2 separate regions of the Oryctolagus cuniculus genome follow, and region 1 is linked to region 2. Evidence: chromatin contacts called from public Micro-C data. All regions are on one chromosome and are shown on one strand. Each heading gives the region's core, a stretch centred on a gene start, on an enhancer-like site or on the middle of the called end of the contact. The rest is flanking DNA. Distances are from core to core; before and after follow the strand shown.

Evidence for each region. Hi-C and Micro-C count contacts between places; a contact is called where the count stands out from the background.
Region 1: a Micro-C map of ear pinna shows a contact between it and region 2, with 8 times the contacts expected there. The contact joins the promoter of UBTD2 here to the enhancer-like site in region 2. A contact is called at or near these places in 5 of 6 Hi-C or Micro-C datasets (ear pinna, embryonic fibroblasts, psoas muscle and 2 more).

Annotation. Positions count from the first base shown.
Region 1 is chr6:58,913,824-58,916,992 of mOryCun1.1, reverse strand. UBTD2 (ubiquitin domain containing 2) reads left to right here and starts at 1,546. Exons shown (of 3, transcript XM_008255390.4): 1 at 1,546-2,057. The coding sequence starts at 1,988.
Region 2 is chr6:58,751,821-58,754,896 of mOryCun1.1, reverse strand. It overlaps STK10 (serine/threonine kinase 10), which reads left to right. Exons shown (of 19, transcript XM_051843610.2): 5 at 1,604-1,676; 6 at 2,698-2,892. Among named protein-coding and RNA genes, the nearest start is that of FBXW11, 59 kb to the right of the region's middle. Within about 2 kb of position 1,601, at least 3 of the 8 cell types and tissues checked have an H3K27ac peak or open chromatin away from gene starts, as enhancers often do. A contact at or near this core is called in ear pinna, where this site is marked.

The DNA.
Region 1 (3,169 bases), core at 297-2,796, 160 kb before region 2:
GCTCAAAATAAAGGCAGGGTGGAGAACATGCACTGCTGAGAATCTTTCCATGAGACAGTGCTCTCCTGGGGCCGCCTCAGAGCTCAGCAGAAAGCCCTCATCATTTGGGTACCTACCATCTGCTTGATGGATATTGTGGAAGTCAGTTTCTCCAATTCCTAGAGCGAAATTCAAGACAAAGCAATCTCTTTGTAAATATCCAGCATGCTGCTTTTCTTTCTCTCTGGGAAGTGATGCAGTGACATCTGTCTGTCTGCCAGCACAGGTTTTGAACCCTGATCTCAGAGCAACCTCTGCAAACTCAAAAACATTGGTTGTCTAAGCTCTTTTTGAATGTTCAGGACCACCACGGAGGACAGTGCTAATTCTTCAGTGTAAGTGGAACATAGCAGGCTTCTAGATTTCACAGAACTTCTCTGCGCCTCCATGTAAACGCAGGGTTTGGTTTGTTTAATTCTCATTTTTGTGTGATTCTTAAATGAATACAGGACCTGAATCTTTGTATTTTGGATTATTTCTGTCAACTAGATTACCAGATGTGGAATAGTCCCCAGCCAATGGCTCTTTGCAAAGAGACTGCACCAATTCACACTCCCACCAGCATCGTATAAGAATATATCCAAATGCAAATCCCAAGCTGCAGAGCGTCTTTCTTAGGTCTTTCACTTAAAAAATTTTTTTTCTTTAATGCTAAGCAAAAGTTGATCCAGGCTGTTAACTGAATAATACAGTCTGTATAAAAATGAGCAGGTATTTAAAACAGCTCTGTGGCAGGAATAAGCTTTAGAAGGGCCCAGGAAGGATGACAGAATTTTCAAGCATCGCAGCAAGAAAGAGGCATCGTTTTAAAGGCACCATTAAGAATTCGCCTTCGATCGGGACGCCAAGAATGTCGGGCGTGGTCAACACACCAAACTCTTAGAAAACCCGGGCGTTCCATCAGTTTTTTTTTTTCCTTTTCTTCACTTTGTTCTGAAGCGGACTTAAGAGAGTCAAAGGCGGGATCCTGAGCAGGAGATTGAATCATCGATCCTGTGCAGAATTCTCTCTCCGTGCACCGGATGCCTCGCCTCAGTAACCCGGGTCCAACTTCTATACAATGACCGCCTCCACCTCCCCCACAGGGCACAGCGGTCGTGGGGGTGAGCGCACCGGCAGGCCCGCGCTACCGACCCCCCGGCCTCGACACGAATTCACAACGGCTGGGGCCTCCACGTCCGGCTGTTGGGGAAAGCGCCCGGTCCCCATTGCAACTTCTCGGTATCGTCTTCCATCAGAAGTACTCGACTTGGTCCCTCTCCACTTCTCCTTTCTCACCTCTGTTCTGCTTTTCCCGCTTTCTCCCCTTCTTCCCTTTCTTTCTCCTTCCCGTCCCCCCTCTCTCGCTCGCTCTCGCCCCCTTTCCCTTCCTCTCCCCCCACCACAGATCCCTCAGCCTCGCCTCCTCGCCGCTCCGCTCCCCTCCCCCCTCCTCTCGCGGCCCCGCCCGCAGCCAATCAGAGCGCGGCCTCCCACGGCCCCGCCCCTCCCCGGCGGTTCCGGGCGGGCCTTTGCGGAGCCCGGGCGGCTGGTGCGGAGGGCGGCGCCGCGGGGCGGGGGCCGATGGGGCCTGGCTGACGGGCGGCGCCGACGCGGGGCTCGCCCAGTTTGGGGTTGTGCGGGGCTGTGAAGGGGCGAGGCGGGCGCGGCGGCCCTCTCGGGATGGGCCAGCCCCCGCCTGGTGCGGCCGAGCCGGAGGCGAGGGCGGCGCGCGGGCCAGGCCTGCGGGGCGGGCGGCCCGGGGGCTGAGGTAGAAGTGGGCGCGGAGGAAGGGGCCGAGCCACGGCGGTGGGTGGAGCGGCGAGGGGGGCGGAGGCTGGGCCGCGGCGGGCGAGCGGAGCGGCGCGCTGTCCGGAGCTCGGTGGCGGCGGCTCCGGAGGAGGCTGAGGCGGCGGCGGCGGGCCCGGACGAGCGCCCGGAGGTGGCGGACGAGGCGCTCGGGGCCCCCATGGGCGGGTGTGTGGGCGCCCAGCACGACTCCTCGGGCAGCCTCAACGAGAACTCGGAGGGCACCGGAGGTAGGTGAGCGCCAGGGGGCAGCCTCGGCCCCCCATTGTTCCCGGCCAGGCCCGGCCACCTGTCCCGACCCCCGCGGGCCGCGCGGGCAGGCCCCCGCGCCCCTTTGTCATCCCCTCTCCCACGTCACTGCCCGCGCTGCGCTTCCGGCTGCCCCGCCGGCCACGGGGGTCGCCCCTTTCCCTCCCTAGCGGCGGTAGAAAGTCTGCGCGCCGGAGACGGAGCCCTCGGCCTCCCTGATCTCAGCGCCTGGGCTCGGGAAGTCAGACCCGAAACTGCCCTTGTGGCCATCTCACTCCGTCTCCAGCCCGTTTAATAATTCAGGAGCAGGATGGCGGCGCTGGGGTTGCAGAAAGCGAATTGATTGGGAGGGGGGGTGGCGGCGGGGGAGGGAGCCTAATGCGTTCCCTCCGACGGGCCCGCCACAGCTCTCGGCTCCCTTCCTCGCTCAGCGCAGTTGGCTGGTCTCAGCTTTCCTGAGTTTCAGATGACAGCTGCCCTGGTTGGTTCCAGTTTGGCCATTTAAACCTGCGAGTTTCTTGAGCTGAGCTGGGGAAGTCTCCAGTGGCCACAGGCATAGGAAAGAGGGAGGGGGAACGGTCTGCCCGGCTAAAACGTGGCCTCTTGCTGCTGCTGCTGCTGCTGCTGCTGCTGCTGTTGCTGCGGCAGCTGCAGCGTAGGGCCGGTAGGCAGCATGCTGTCCGGGTGGGCTAGTCAAATTCCGATCCGACTTACGTAAAAGGAAAATATGTAGGGTAACAGTGCACATGCATGAGAGTTTCACTTACCCCAGTAGGATCAGTACTTTCAAAGTTTGCTAACGCGGAGCGCACTTGTGCTTTGCAGAAAACAGAGGTGTACTGCGGAGACGTGTTTTGATTCCATCAGTAGTTGCTGTATGGCTGTGTAATAAAAGTAATCCTGACTACTGGAGCTAAGGGACCTTTGGCTGAGTCTCTTCTAAGGACCGTGTAGAAGTTAAATTTTTAGTTAAACGGTTTTTAGGAACAGCAAAGATGACACTGTTGATTGGATTCCAGCTGATGTTAGGAGCCGCAGAATGTGGTACATACTTGCAATGTTGTGGGGCAATGAGAGGGTTTTACAACTTTTT
Region 2 (3,076 bases), core at 352-2,851:
CCAAAAGGCCTTTGCTTTATGCATTTCAGTTCTTGAGCCATGAAAGCTCAACACGCTCTATCAAAGACATTTTATTTATTTTTAAAGATTTGTTTATTTGAAAGTCGGAGTTAAAGAGAGGGAGAGACAAAGAGAGAGAGAGAGAGAGGTCTTCCATCTGCTGGTTCACTCTCCTGGTAATGGCAATAGCCAGCACTAGACCAGGTTGAAGCCAGGAGCCAGGCGCTTCTTCAGGGTCTCCCACGCGGGTGCAGGGGCCCAAGGACTTGGGCCATCTTCTACTGCTTTCCCAGGCCATAGCACAGAGCTGGATTGGAAGTGGCACTGCGGTGACTCAAACTGACGCCCATATGGGATGCCTACGCAGTAGGCGGTGGCTTTACCCTCCACGCCACAGCACCCGCCCAGTTAATTGATTAACCAAGGCGAGGCAGGCCGCAGTGCTGCGTGTGTGATCGCAGGTACCTTGTGCTGGTGTCTCGTTACCCTGAAAGTCACCACGTGCATCCCTGCAAGGTTACAGGAAAGTGGAAGAAGCCTCATCTGCCCCCCCATTGCTTAAGCCATGCGGTGGGTTTCCTCCCTGGCACTGGGTCTGGTCTTGCCCTTATTTCGGAGGGCCCAGCTGTGACCACACAGGATCTTCAGGTTGTAATGTAACTAGTAGCTGGCCACTCTACAAGTAAAACATTGTATGTTAAAAAAAAAAAAAAAAACACTTTAAAATGAATTTAAAGATGTAGAATATTCCATCACGTGGCTCTTTCTTACCTCTCCATCTCCCTATTTCACCTCGCTCTGTGTGTGTGATACACTTTTGGGAAACCATGTAATGTATTATGTACTGTACATAGAAAGTTTTAATATGGTAGTTAAACAATTATAGCTGTTTCAGATGTGTGACTAATCTAATGGCGCTATGATGAACATCACAGTGCGTAATGGTTTTCATATTCCAGGCTGTTTAGGACGGGTGGTGCAGTGCAGTGGGTGCAGCTGCCGCTTGGGACGCTTGTGTCCCGTAGTGGAGTGCCGGGTGGAGTCCAGCTCCCTGCGAATGTGCAGCCTGGGAGGCAGTGGATGAGGCTTCCCGGACATGGGTCCCTGCCACCCACTTCGGAGACATCGATGAAGTTCCTGGCTCTTAGCTTTGGGCTGCTGCAGGCCGTCTCTCTCACTCTCTCTTCTGCTTTCTCTCTCTGCCTGTTGCTCTTTAAAAAAATAAAAATGAATAAATGTTTTAAAGAACCTACATTCCTAACAATTTTCTGGAAATCCCTTTGTGTGTGTGTGTATGTGTGTGTGTGTTAAACTTTCATTAGATTGCTAGATTTGGAATTATTGGATCAAAGGAGTAGACATTTTAAAGACTTTTTTTTTTGCGATTTACCAAGGGCACCTGCTGCTTCCTGCTGCCATCAGCAGGCAGGGAAGCGCCCCATCTCAGCGCACCCTTACAGCAGCAGGCGGGGTGTCCAGAGGCCTCTGGCTGGCTGGAGAGGAGCATCTGTTGCTGGATTTGGAATATGCATCCCTGGCCCGTGCCGGGGCTGTGGGTGGTGGAACGCTCGGCCCATTCTCTAGCTGAGATTTTATCTTGCAGCTGACTTTGGGGTGTCTGCCAAGAATCTGAAGACTCTGCAGAAGCGAGATTCCTTCATCGGAACGCCTTACTGGTGAGTCACGCAGCTTCTTCTGGAAACTGGATGTGGACCGAACGTTAAACCTACACCAGCATGGCCTCCGGGCACTGTAGAGGGGGAGAGGCCGGCAGGCCAGGGCCCTGGGCCACCTGCCGGGGTGAACCGGGCCACCTGCCGGGGTGAGCCAGGCCTCTAAAGCTTACCAGTCCTGAGACTGCACAAGCCACTTAGCTCCCCTCTGCCTGTTATCTCATCTGTGAAGTTAGGGAGGCAATGCAAAGGGGCTTTTAAAAAAATGCATGGGAAGATGGCATCAGGTGAGTTTACTTTGGTGCAGGAAAAAAGTTTGAAGTCAAGCATGGGTTTTCATTATTTGCATTTTCCATGGGCTTCTTTGAAGACCCCCGTCCCACCCACTTCATGGCATCCCTGCGGGGGTGAAATGGGAAGTGCTCCATTCATAACGACTCAGCGGGAGCCCCAGAGGATGGTTCAGTTCTTGGTTCTTCTTATTCAACACTTCTGTGCTGAGCACCAGGCTGGGTTTTATGAAGATGAGCAGTTCAAGTTCAAGTCCTCTCCTCTCGAAGTCTCTCTAATTTCCCTGGTCTGTCCTGTTCCATACTTTTCCAAAACTATTTAAAAGCCAAGCTCTTGCTCCATCTGACCTCTAGTTGCTTTCTACTGTGTTGTTTTCTCAGTTTTTTTCTTGTGCATCACGTGCTGTGGTGGAGTTTGGGCTCCCTTCTTGCTTGCTCACTACTGCTAACTGTTTCTTTCTCTCTCACCCCTTCTGTACCACTTCCTCCCTCTCCACCCCACCTTCCTCCCCTCCCCAGGACACTGAGGTCTGGATTGATGCTGCCATCTTGTGGTAGGAGTCAGCAACTGCAGCAGGACAGGGCTGGCGAGCCCGGGTGAAGACGGTTGTAAGGAACATGGGGAATGCTGCCAACTCCTGACCTTGGCTGGTGGTGGCCCTTGAACCTGAGTCTCCCAAAAATGCCTCTGGAGGCCCGATTCTGAGCCCTCTGTTGTCCCTTGGTTGGTTCAGGATGGCCCCCGAGGTGGTGCTGTGCGAGACCATGAAGGACACCCCGTACGACTACAAAGCCGACATCTGGTCCCTCGGCATCACGCTGATCGAGATGGCCCAGATCGAGCCCCCACACCATGAGCTCAACCCCATGCGGGTCCTACTCAAGATCGCCAAGTCGGACCCTCCCACGCTGCTCACGCCCTCCAAGTGGTGAGAAGCAAGGGTGCCCGCAGGAGGCCTGGGGCGGGGCACTGTCCAGTCTCTTCTGAGCTCCCTCAGCCCCCCATGCCTGTCTTGTGCCCTTATGCTGTTTGTTTATTGGAAAGGCAGAGTCATATATGTATATAGAGAGATCTTCCACCTGCTGGTCCGCTCCCCATATAGCCACAGTGGC